4 separate regions of the Mus musculus genome follow, and all the other regions are linked to region 1. The links are chromatin contacts, called in public HiChIP or PLAC-seq and promoter capture Hi-C maps. All regions are on one chromosome and are shown on one strand. The core of a region is the stretch at or near the end of the contact, and the rest is flanking DNA. Distances in the headings are between cores, read along the strand shown.

Region 1 (2,982 bases), core at 206-2,705:
AGGATTCTTCCTTGCTCTGGGGCTCTGTCTCCACATTCAGAGACTGGGGTTACAAGCCCGCCCGTCTCACCCAGTTGGCCTTTCTGTGGGTTCTGCGATCAGAACTCTGGTCCTCACACTTACACGGAAAGTGTTTTTAACTTGCCACCTGCCTGACCCACAAATACTTCTTTAAAAAAAAACAGTTAAGAGTACATTGTTGCTGTCTTCAGACACACCAGAAGAGATCACTGGGTCCCATCACACATGGTTAGGAGCCACCATGTGGGTGCTGGGAATTCAATTGAGGAATAGTCAGTGCTCTTAACCACTGAGCCACCTCTCCAGACCCCACAGATACTTTAAAAAGAGAAACCCCAGTAACTTGTAAGAGGGAGAAACTCACAATGGTTGGCTTTAACATTTTGATTAGTTTTTAACCTAGAATTTGTTTGTTTGTTTGTTTTTTACCTTTTTTCAAGACAGGATTTCTTTGTGTAGCTCTGGCTGTCCTGGAATTCGCCCTATAGTTCAGGCTGGCCTCGAACTTAAAGAGATTCCCCTGCCTCTGCCTCTTTAGTGCTTGGGATTTTGTTTTTGTTTTGTTTTGAGAAAAGGCCTGCGTCTGCTCTGAGGTATGCCTGGATAGAGGGACCCTTGATTTTTTTTTTAATCAGCAAATAAACTCGTCAATACTCTTGAATCAGGGATATTTATTGCTTTGATAAGGTTGAAAAGGAAATGCTGACTTTCAGCTATTAGCCACTGTATTTAAGGGCTAAGGGCAGAGATGGACGAGAGTTGTCTCTGCACCATAGTGCTCTCGACCTTGTTACCAAACGTTTTTCTTGGAAGGGACCTTAAATCTCATGACCGTTAAAACACTACGCGCACCGCACCGCACCGCACTGCACCGCACCGCGCGCACTCTTGGCTTCCCACTGTGATGACGCAAGGCCTTACCGCTCTTCCGGAAGCCCCAAGCCCGCCCATCTGAGCACGTTTCTGGCTGACTCCCGCCTCCTCCCCCCCTCCAGCGTGTTATGGGTTTACTAGCTTTGGCTATCTGATCCTTAGCAGTGTCTCACGCAGATGGATTCGGCGACCACCTTTGCAAAGACATTAAATCCCAAACCCACCACTCTGCCAAACGTGCACGCGTGCACCCGCGAATGCAATCCCATTGGAAAGTTCATTAAGACCCCGCACTCATGCAGCCCCAGCTTTTGCACAGCGAGGAATGCTGCAGTAATCAAAGGCACCCAAAGGGCTTGGCTGGGGTTAGCTTTCCTTTCCTCTCCCCAGGCCAACACCAGTTAGCTTTCCCTTTCTCCGCCTCCGCCCCGCCATTCTGGCGCCTCCCACCACTCGGCCGCCTGCTCGCACCTGTCACCCCCATGCTGCCGGAGGCTCTGTCAGGGAGGCGGGGAGCGGGCTGGTGGCTGCTGCCCCTCCGCCTCCAGTGCGCTCTTTGGCTAGCCCGGTGGAGGGGGGGCTGAAGATGATGGGGGCGCTGGCGCCTGTGATGCTGCGGCTTCTGTGACGTTCAGGCCAGGGGATATGGCATGTAGGAAACTTGAAGGTTCATGCCAATGATGTGGGTGGGAACAAGAAAGGATCTTTTGAGTCTTGGAGGTTGAGCAGACAGCTTCCCCCGCCACCCCCCCCCCCCGGACCAAGACTTGGGGCAGCTGGCCACGCCACAGTAGGCCAGGTATGTGGACAGCGGTCTTGGGTAAGGACGGGGTAGGTGGGGGCTTAGAACCTTATCTGGACAACAAAGCTGCTCCATTTTTGCGGGGAGTCTAGGATTCCTCTAAGGATGGTTGAATCTCAGTCCAAGCTGTGCATGTGTGCAGTACACACACCTGTGCATAGCTTTCCAGGGTGACCTTACAGTTTTTTTACAATTACATTTATTGTGTGTGAAAACTTTCACACCACATCCAGTGTGTGGTGGTCAGAGGACAACTTTTGGGAACAGTCACCTTCCACAGTGACTGTTCCTTTCCTGGGACTAAATTCAGGTTGTCTAGTATTAGATTCCATTGCAGCAGGCTTTAATCACAACCCCCCCCCCCCCAAAAGCTGGACACGGTAGCATAAATTCTTATTTAATTCTGGCAGTGGGGAGGCAGAAGTGGGAGGATTTCTGTGAGTTTGAGGCCAGTCTGGTTGTTCTACGTAGTGAGTTCTAGACAGTCAAGGCTACATCCCATCTCCCACCGCCCAAGTAGTTTTTTCCTTCTGAGACAAAGTCCCATGTAGCCTAGGCTGGCTTCAAATTCTTCTTGTAGCCCAAGGCTGGATTACAGGTGTGTACCATCATAGTCAGCTCATTCTAGGGGCTAGAGGCATATCAGTGCTCTTGTGTCCTCTGCCACCCTATGCTCCGTGATCAAGAAACTCCTGCTGGGCAAGTCATCACCTCACCACGCAGACGCTCAAAGTAATACCAGGTAAGACCTCTTGCCGATGGGCCTCAGGACAGGTGCAGGCAGGTGAGTGGGTCATGCAAGCCCCTCCCCTTCTGGTGCCACTGGGCTGCCTGGCCTCTTGGCCTCCTCCTTTCAGCCCAAGACTTTGGCCAGGGATATCCCTGCTGCTACAGGAGATGGGCATACCAGAGTGGAGGGATTGAGTTGGATATGACAGGTAGCAGGACAAGCAGCTCTCTGGACAGGCTGATGCCAGTCCTCGCTCCAACCACGGAGGCTTGAAGGAATCCACTCCAGCAGCTGTCAGGGTTGTGGAGTACTGCAAGCAGGCAGGCAAAAGAGGCGACATCACAGCCTACAAACACCCATCGTCATTCCAAATTTTATTGCTTATAGAACTCAATACACCCCAGATGCAGCACCGTGGCTGCCGTTCATGTGCTGGGGCCAGGAGCAGCCTAGATCCTTGCAAAGAGCTGGACAGAGCTATCCTGGCTGGTTGAGGTGGGGGGATGAGTTTCCCTAGAGAAGTCTCTGTGCCCCTCCCAACAAATGATTCACAGTG
Region 2 (2,982 bases), core at 318-2,817, 240 kb after region 1:
GTGTGTGTATAGGCACTACATATATAGTATATATATGTATATATATGTGTGTGTGTATAGTATAAGTATATAGTGTATATGCAGAGTATAGTATATATAGTGTGTGTATATATATAGTGTCTGTATGTGCATGACATGTGAATATAAATATAAATATATATATATATACACATACATAGGCACTACATATGGAGTGTTTCTATATTCACACACACATACACTATTATATATAGTGTCTATATGTGCATGATGTGTATATATAAATATAAATACACATATATAATACATACATACATACATACTACATATGGAGTGTTTCTGTATTCACATGTACAGACACTATATATATATATAGTATATACACACATAGACTGTATATATAGTGTCTGTATATGCATGATGTGTACAGGTACATGTGTGTGATGGTTTGAGTGTGGAGGTCAGAGGGCAATTCTGCAGTTTATTCTTTCCTTCCACCTTTCTGTGGGTTACAGGGGTTGAGTCTCAGTCACCAGGTGTGTGTGGCAGGCATCGTGAGCCTCTGATCATCTCTCTGGCCCATAGAACAGGCATGCTTTTAAGTAATGAAATAACATCTGGGAGCCCAATTTCCATAAGGGAGAAATTCACAAGTTTGGGGAGTTATTATTCTGAGTGAATGGATGGAAACAAACAAGTCTATCATTAGTTTAAAATTTAGGAACATCGCAGAAGGGAGTGGTGGCAGAAAGATGAAAAGAGCCAGAGGACCAGGAAGTCATCCATGAGACTTTTGTCTTTTATGTATGACAGGAAAGTTACACCCATGATATCTCAAATATGGTCACCTAGGTAAAGCCCAAACCAGAGCAGCATCAATAGACACGTTAAGGGGCATGGTTCACTCCCAGACAAGGCACTACAGGCAATCCCTGACTGCTGAGAGGGAGACTTACCTCTCCCAGGGATGAGACAAAGTTGGTCAGCTATGAATCATACACATACAAGCAACACCAAACAGACTCAGCAGGTTGTATGATATATTTATGCATTTATATATCTATATATGTAACAATAATAATCAAGAGAAAGGGTCAGTTTGAGAGGGAGTCAGGGGGATATGGGAGAGATTGGAAGGACTAAAGGAGGTAGGAAGGGGATTAATTTTAATTAAAATAAAATAATTTAAAAATATATTTACCAGTTAAAATTTTTATATCAAAATTAAATCATTTATCAGGCAAGAGACTCACGACAATGTGTGGTGTTTGTCAGACATCCGGTATGACAACGCAGTTTGATTGTCTTGCAGATAATCTCAATATCAGCTTTAAATTTGCAGAGGCAGCAGGCCATGCGGCTAGGTAAGATCCTACAAATGGAGCGACAGAGAATTGGGATATTGAGGTGCAGGAGAGGCAGCCCAAGGCCACCGCAGGGTCGCCGAGGAAGGAGTTCTTGAGGCATGAGGCATGGGCAGCTGGGTCTCGGAGTGTGGAGGGCCTTTTGGGGTGCTGACATTGGCCAAGGACAAGGAAATGGTCTTCTGGCAGGAATCTGGCACTGGCCGTGACACGGAAGTAAGCTTCCAATAGGAATCTAACTTTAGGCTATAATAGGGAATAGTAGGTTAAGGCAGGAATTTTAATCTTAGGGTGGAACAAAAGAAGTAGGCCTCAGGTAAGATATTGGGCTTGGACAAGGAAGTGGGTTCAAGTATTTTGGTCATTATGACAAGCTCTTTTAAACAACTGTTGCATGAGTAATCACAAGACTTTGCTTACTTCCTTGCTAGTTCCTTATTGTACTGCTCACCCTTAATGCTTGCATGTAATTAAAATGGTATAAAAAGCAGATTGGGAAAGTAAAATTTGCTTTCAGTCTCAGAATTGACTGGGGTCAGGCTACAATGTTGTCTAACTATCTTTTTTCTTTTTAATCCTCACTCCTGGGCTGGAGAACCTGTTGACTGACTGAGCGAGCTTGGTCATTGGAGACTCAGTGACAAATTGTTGCTGATACTGAAAATAATCATGGAGGGTGACAGAGGTGCTCAATAGACAGGCAAGTGTCAGGGTGGGTGTGTATGCTTAAAACAAAGATGGCGGGAGCAGACACTGATCTATAGAAGTGTCTCTTCTGAACTCAAAGGTCTCATTTGGGTTGGTCACTCACAGGAAGAAGGGTCTGAGCAAACCTCCAACCTATGGAAAATTTTCTCTATTCCTGTCATCAGAATATTAGAAATTATGTGAGGCCTCAAACAGCCTACTTTAACTCATACTTTATGGTTAAATGGTAACATGGATCACATCAGCCAAATCTGGATTATTTTTGTGTTTTATAGCTCTTTGGTATAGTGTTTGGGTGACAGTGCAAGGCCCTGGGTTTGATTTTAATATCACACACACACACACACACACACACACACACACACACACACACACTGATACACACACTATACACATGCAAACATGGACACACAGACAGATGGACACCCCCCTCCCCCCATGGACAGATGGGATTGGAGAAATAAAGACCACAGTGAAGTATAACATAATCATATCATCACATAATAAATGTGTTTCAACCACCAAGTGATATTTGCTTCAGACAAGCTTATCATGGCTTCACAGTTAGATGAGAGATGCTTGAGGGGAGAATGCATGGCGTGTGGCAGTGGGGGCCCATTAAGTGAACACCTTTCCCGCTGGCCAAGAGGATGGGATCTCAGGTCTAGGGTGCTGGAGACAACATTCCGGTGGGTCAAGTCAATTGGACCACTTCTCAAAAGGGTGGAACTACCCTACAGGAAGGGAGATACAACTTAAGCTGTGCTGATGAGACAGGAATAATTTTCCCTTTAATGAGACACTGTGTTTTTCCTTCCCAGAATCCCTGTCTGCTTTACAGCAGCTGTGGACTCTCTATGACCTCCGAGTCTTGGCTATGAAAGGTGTGATTTTTTACCTTCCTTTCTTCCTGACTCCTTCTTCTAGATGT
Region 3 (2,982 bases), core at 301-2,800, 230 kb after region 1:
GGTGCCAGCCAGAGATGCCAAACAACTTGCCAGAGAGCCTGGAACAAAATGATGGGAGGAGCCACCCTGTGGGTGGGGCTGCTTAGTATTGCAGACTTCTTGCCCTCTATTTAAATCTAAACTTTACATCAGGGCCCAGAAGATGGACTTGAGGAGAATCACTGAACTTGGTGTTCCTCTTTCCCCTGTGACCACATTGAATAAATCCTTCTCCACTTTCTCTACTCTGTTTCTTCCATCAGCCTTCTGAGCCTAGCTTCTTTTGGGTTGCTAAGACACAGGCTTAGGCCTAGTAACACTAACAGTAGCGATTTCTAGATAACTACTACTCAAAAGTTCTTAAAGGCGGGGAAGGTCTGAGCTCCTCTTGGCTGAGGGGTGCTGTTGCGGGAAATATTAAAAAAGAACGACCTGGCACGTTCCTACACTTGTGCTGGCAACTCTCTGCCCTGGGTTGCCTGGCTGGCCATGCACTGGAAGGTAATGGCTGACCTGTTTTTTCGTGTGGAGACTCTCTGGCCCGGAGCTCCCCTAACGTCTCCACCCAGCTCACTAGGTTCCCACTGGTGGGCCGTTACCATGACAGTCTCATGCTTCAAAGCCCCCATGGTCTTTGTGGTGCACATCAGGCGAACCCATGACTTAACATGATTCGCCCCTATACCTTTTTCTCTGGACTCCAATCAAATCGCCTGGAGAAGAAAATCACCACACAAACTTAGCTCAGAAACAATGGTAGCTCAATTTCTGGGTGCAACAACTAAAACCTTATCTTGTAAGCCCTACTAAATCTGATTCCTCAGGTGGTAAGTCCTGACCGATCTGCCATGATACCAGGTAACTAGCAGCTACATGTTGCCCTTATGCTACCCCTGTACCAAAAAGCCCTAACTCTTCCCTCCTTCTTCAATTCCTCTGTCCAACCCGGAAGTCCCGCCTACTCACCCAAGTGACTGGCTCCTTTATTCATCAGAGGATTGGTTCATAAGAAGTCTCCTGAGTATGACTCACTCCTTGTCTGCAACCCCTCCCAGGAGAGCAGAATTAGCATCAAAATGCAAACAGCACCAGGCCCAAGCACAACACTTCCCCTTTCTGTTCTAATAAAAATCAAAACTTTTCTCTCAAATACAAATAAAGCACAACTATTACCACTTTGTAGTTTATAAAGTATAAGATAGACCTAATACCCAGTCCATCATTTATGTCACTAAGATAGAACATTGTCATCTATCCTAAATTAAAAGACTTATGATTCTACCTTGACTTATGTCTTGGCTTTAGATTATATGCCATCTGAAAACCATCCTCTCAAATCTATTCTCTCAAAGTAAATGCCTGGATTGTCTATGAGACTATAAGTAGTTTTTCAACCCTGTCAGAAATCTGAGAATGACTAGCATTAACTATATTAAATATATAGGAAGCCTACCACAGCTTCCAGAACTGAGACAAACTGTAGAGACAGCTGCCTCCTTATACAGCCCCAGTAAGTCAGGAAGATAGAGCATCCATCTGTTTTCAGCCTTCTGGTCCAGGATCATCTGACAGGCCTTAGAAAAACAGGAAACTAAGGACTAGCCTATTCTGTCTTGGCAGAACTAAGCTGTCCTATCCTGTAAATTGTGTCCTTTTTCTGGACAGTATTATGTTTGTAGATGAAATGAGGCAATTCTTGCCTAGTGGCTGTCTCAACACAACTGGAGCAACTCCACTGATGCTCAATTTCTTCTTTGAATCCAAGAAAGGGAAAGCTGTCAGGAGCGGACTTGTCTCAATAACAAGTGAATAAATAACATTAAATGTCACATTCTGTGGACTTCTGATGTTTTTGAAAACCAACTATCTATGTAATCTATAGTGCTTGCCATTAATTACTCTCAGCAATTTCTAATTAAAATATCAGAAAACACTCTAACAATAAACTCAGAGCCATGAATTTGCTATTTGACCCTTAACTCACAGGCTTAATCATCTCAGATCAGTTTATAATAACAGCAACAGAAGAACTGGGACTAAGCCCTGTACTTTAAAATTTTTAGTATCAATAGAAGAAATTTATACCAATGCAAACCTTAATTTTGCATCAAAATAAATTCTGTACCAAAATAAGAACTTATGACTTCAACTTAGTAACAATTGTAAAGATTTCTACCAAGTGAGATTATGGCTATACAATCAATTCTAGCTATTCCCTCCCTGTTCCAAATATGACCATTTCTACATTTCCTAGCAAGACAAACCTATAATAAGCACCTCCAGCCCCCCAAGTCCCAGGGAACTGGGTCAACGACTCTTTATAACTTCAAGCTGAATATGGGTGCTGAGATATTTTGAAGGGTGAGTAGGGAAAATGGGGGAGTTGGTTGGCTTTATGAAGGCCACACCGACCATTGTATTACCCTCTGATGTCTGTGTCCTGACTGGATCTGGCTGACAGACATGAGGAGTTCAAGCGGGTCAGTTGAGCATGTCTGACGATGAGACTCACCAAGGCTGTAATACACAAATCCCAAAACAAAATTTTAGTATCATCAAGATAACCTTTTTGTTTGATTCTCTGGAGTCTAGTTCTTCAGGGGGCCTCCCTGCATCAAATCTGACCCATATTACTTTGAAAGGTGTATAGACACTTAATCACCTTTTCTAAAAACGCAAAGACAAAAACTTTCTCCCAAATCAGCATATCCTTGAGACAATAACCAGAAAATCCTTTATTTTGACCTCTCTCCCAGAAGAATAACATAACCACAAAACTCAACATCACACCCATTTTGAAAATTAAAACAATCCAAAACAAATGAAATAAGGCCTTTTCTACTTTGCCATGCAGGATAATAACCCAGAATTCCCATGGAGCCCACGTTAGACAGAATTTGAGTATCCTGTGAGTTGTATTAGTGCAATATATCTTTATACCGTCTTTCTGTTTGGCTATCTGCCTAGAGCAGCCATCTTGTTATACCGTCTATCTGTTTGGCT
Region 4 (2,982 bases), core at 325-2,824, 200 kb before region 1:
TCTGGGCTCGCACTGACACGGTATGTGTCTGTACTCATCGGTGCTCTAGAGACCAGGAACTCAAGGCTATCCTCAGCTGCGACACTGCTGGTTGCTGGAAGCCAGCATGACCATGAGACCCTCAACTCTAAATAAATAAATAGGATCGGGAGGTGGAAGCTGAAGGCTCAGGCTAGCCTTTCTCTCTCCCTTCATCTCCTGGCTGGTCTGTAAGAAAGCCGCCTGCCTCTGCCTCTGCCTCCCAAGTGCTGGGCTGAAAGGCGTGCGCCACCACTGCCCGGCAAAATAAAATATTCTAAACCAATACTGTCCAAAGATGTGCTTTTTTAACAGATGCTGAGGAACGGTGCAACATCAAGAGCCTCTGTTTTCTGTAAGGAAATCACCGTTTCTGGAGACACAGCACTTGCGCATTCGGTGCAGGGAACCGAGGCCGTGGCTAGGTCAAGGATGGAATTCTAACAAACTCGGCCGGAAAGCTTTGGAGTTACTCGGTGTTGGGTTCTGAATTCATTTTTGGTTGTTGCGCCATCATAAACGTTTCACTGTTGCCGCATCTTTAGCAGCTCAGTTAGCCCAGAGTCCATATGGGGTCAGCTCCCAGTTTACCAAGCTGTGGGTTAAAACATACACAACCCCACGCAAAACTCAAAATGTAAAACATCCAAATGCGCCATCTTTAAAATTGAAACACAATGGCTTGTAATTCACGGTGATGATAATAGTGGTGAAAACTATGAAGTTAACACCAGAGATGCTATCTATGTTTGCTTCCTCTGGGGCCAAAGGTCTTGCATTACGTAGCCAGGCTGGCCTGGATCCTTCGTTGAGAGCCTTTACTAGTTGATGAGTGGGAGACTCATGCCATCCACGGACCTAAATTAAACTAAAAGACTTCAGACGATCAACTAGTCTAGCTTCCCTGGGGAAGGAAGCCATGGGGGGGGGGGGGGGGGAAGGAAGGTCTGAATATCAGATGGTAGATACAAAACAGCATCTATAGGTTGCATCCCCACTTTTCAGATGGGCAAACTAAAGGTGGCAGAAGGTCACACGATTGCAAAAGGCAGAGGTTGGATTTAAAAATCGAAACTGAGTCCGACCACAGTGCTCTAAAGCGCAGAGACTTTGGCCGTAAACTCAGATTTTCCATCCTTTTCCAAGGCTATATCGAGGGAAATAACACTTGATTTCCCAGGTTTGTTATCAGGATGATGATTAAACGCGCTTGTTAGCCCCAGGTGAGCTACAAATATGTGCTTTAAAGAGAAGGGGGAAAAAAAAAAAGGCGCGCACAATGCGCCAACTCGGCCGCAGCATCCCGCGCTCCGGCGGGGGTCTCGCGCGCAGACCCCGGCCCGGCGGAGCGCCACCCGAGGAAACAAAGCGGCTGCTCGCCGCTGCCACCCGACCCGGTCCGCCCCTCCCCTCCCCCTCCCGGGGTTGGCGGCTTCCTTTCACCCGCGCCGCTACCTACCGGGTCTCCGACTCGGCCTCAGCCTCCGTCGCTAGCCCAATCTCCGCTGCGCTTACTGGCTGGCTCGCTGCACACAGGCGGGACTCGGGAGCGTGCACGCCGACCGGGCGTCCAGCCAGCGGAAGGGGCGGGACCGGAAGGCGGGGCAGAGTGCCGGCCGCGTGCAGGAGATGAGGTGGGCGTGGCCGGGCCGAGGTTTGGAGAGCTAGAGGTGGTCCAAGCTGAGTTTTTCTCTGTCTCTCTCTCTTTTTTTTTTTTTTTTTTTTTTTGATTTTTCGAGACAGGGTTTCTCTGTATAGCCCTGGCTGTCCTGGAACTCACTCTGTAGACCAGGCTCAGAAATCCGCCTGCCTCTGCCTCCCAAGTGTTCGGATTAAAGGCGTGCGCCACCACCGCTCACAGGCTGTCTTAAAACGTTTTTTTTTTTTTCTTTCCATTTTTTATTAGGTATTTAGCTCATTTACATTTCCAATGCTATACCAAAAGTCCCCCATACCCACCCACCCCTGTCTTAAAACTTTTAAGGGTTTATCAAAACTACCAGTCATCATGATCTGGACCTGACCTTTTCTTCTTTTTGAACTCTCTGTGAAATATTTTTACATGTGATGTTTTAATAATAGGACTACACTACCTAAAGTTACAGTAATTAGGAATACAGGCTGGCTTCGGAGGGGCAGATCAAGGAGGAAGGCTTCCCAACCCAGCGAGTTCCTCCAACTGTGTCAATACACTCCTTAAGTGTTTACTGTCGCTTGACCTTCATAGAACACTTTCTCTGTAGTCGGCTGCATCTCAGACAGTTGGCTACTCTTTAACTCGAGCCTTTCATCTGGCTGGCGTGCGTTCACCGCAGTCACCTCCTGTGGGGGTGAAAGCTCCAATTCGGGAGACTGCTCTTCAATATCTGAATTACTGGAACTCTTAGTTTTTGGATAATGGCTCCATCTGGTCTATTACCTGGTGTTATACCAGGCTCAGCCTTGAGGAGATAGACAGTCATATTACAATGAAAGAAATTAGGTATCCTGAATTCCTCCCAGCACAATTGGCCTTTTCCCATGTACCAAATAGTATTTATGACAGGGACAGAAATAAGAGGCCAGACCTGTCTTAAGTTATAAACCCTACTGCTTCCCATAGTTGAGGTTTTCCATACGATCTCCAGATGTCAGCCCCGGCTCCGATGCCCAGGAGCACTGGCCATGGGCACACAGCTACTTCAGATTCCATTTGCAGTAACGCAGTCTACTAATCCTGTTGAGTTCCAGTACAGGCTCTTCCCACCTCTGAGTTTGGAAATCGTCCTGTAATGTTTCTGCTCGTGGTTTTAACCCTTTCCTGCAATACATGGTTTTTCTTTACGAGAGTTTCCCACCCATTCCCTCTGTATGTCCTGTTTTGAAAGTGAACCCTCTTCCAAGGTGTTCTGGCTAGTTTTATGCAAACTTGTCAAAAGCTAGAATCATCTGAGAGGAGAGGTTTTTTTTTTTTTTTTTTTTTTT

What was found. Promoter capture Hi-C pulls out the DNA fragments that hold promoters and counts their contacts. HiChIP or PLAC-seq counts read pairs in DNA pulled down with a chosen protein or histone mark. Capture Hi-C pulls out chosen DNA fragments and counts their contacts.
Region 2: a promoter capture Hi-C map of trophoblast stem cells shows a contact between it and region 1, with 4 times the contacts expected there. The contact joins the enhancer-like site here to the promoter of Spata32 in region 1. A contact is called at or near these places in 6 of 39 promoter capture datasets (embryonic stem cells, liver, pre-B cells and 2 more), 2 of 484 Hi-C or Micro-C datasets (the G1E-ER4 cell line and large pre-B cells), 1 of 115 datasets of contacts at active chromatin or transcription factors (embryonic stem cells) and 1 of 9 other capture datasets (pancreatic islet).
Region 3: a contact with region 1 is called in an H3K4me3 HiChIP or PLAC-seq map of bone marrow-derived macrophages, with 5 times the contacts expected there. The contact joins the enhancer-like site here to the promoter of Spata32 in region 1. A contact is called at or near these places in 2 of 39 promoter capture datasets (both in liver), 1 of 484 Hi-C or Micro-C datasets (the G1E-ER4 cell line), 1 of 115 datasets of contacts at active chromatin or transcription factors (bone marrow-derived macrophages) and 1 of 9 other capture datasets (liver).
Region 4: a contact with region 1 is called in a promoter capture Hi-C map of liver. The contact joins the promoter of Dcakd here to the promoter of Spata32 in region 1. A contact is called at or near these places in 2 of 39 promoter capture datasets (embryonic stem cells and stem cell-derived epiblast-like cells), 3 of 115 datasets of contacts at active chromatin or transcription factors (bone marrow-derived macrophages, effector CD8 T cells and memory CD8 T cells) and 3 of 9 other capture datasets (adipose tissue, liver and pancreatic islet).

What each region holds. Positions count from the first base shown.
Region 1 is chr11:103,216,977-103,219,958 of GRCm38.p6, forward strand. It overlaps Spata32 (spermatogenesis associated 32), which reads right to left and starts at 1,456. Exons shown (of 5, transcript NM_177801.3): 1 at 1,366-1,456. The coding sequence starts at 1,378. Gm51920 (a long non-coding RNA gene) reads left to right here. Exons shown (of 3, transcript XR_003949777.1): 3 at 1-212. It overlaps Gm34823 (a long non-coding RNA gene), which reads left to right and starts at 1,634. Exons shown (of 4, transcript XR_389061.4): 1 at 1,634-1,693; 2 at 2,277-2,438. Map3k14 (mitogen-activated protein kinase kinase kinase 14) reads right to left here. Exons shown (of 16, transcript NM_016896.3): 16 at 2,788-2,982.
Region 2 is chr11:103,459,529-103,462,510 of GRCm38.p6, forward strand. It overlaps Lrrc37a (titin-like), which reads right to left. Exons shown (of 14, transcript XM_011249376.2): 8 at 1,233-1,351. Among named protein-coding and RNA genes, the nearest start is that of Gm39397, 40 kb to the left of the region's middle. Within about 2 kb of position 1,568, at least 3 of the 459 cell types and tissues checked have an H3K27ac peak or open chromatin away from gene starts, as enhancers often do. A contact at or near this core is called in trophoblast stem cells, where this site is marked.
Region 3 is chr11:103,442,966-103,445,947 of GRCm38.p6, forward strand. No RefSeq gene overlaps it. Among named protein-coding and RNA genes, the nearest start is that of Gm39397, 23 kb to the left of the region's middle. Within about 2 kb of position 1,551, at least 40 of the 459 cell types and tissues checked have an H3K27ac peak or open chromatin away from gene starts, as enhancers often do. A contact at or near this core is called in the G1E-ER4 cell line and bone marrow-derived macrophages, where this site is marked.
Region 4 is chr11:103,015,573-103,018,554 of GRCm38.p6, forward strand. It overlaps Dcakd (dephospho-CoA kinase domain containing), which reads right to left and starts at 1,575. Exons shown (of 5, transcript NM_026551.3): 1 at 1,478-1,575.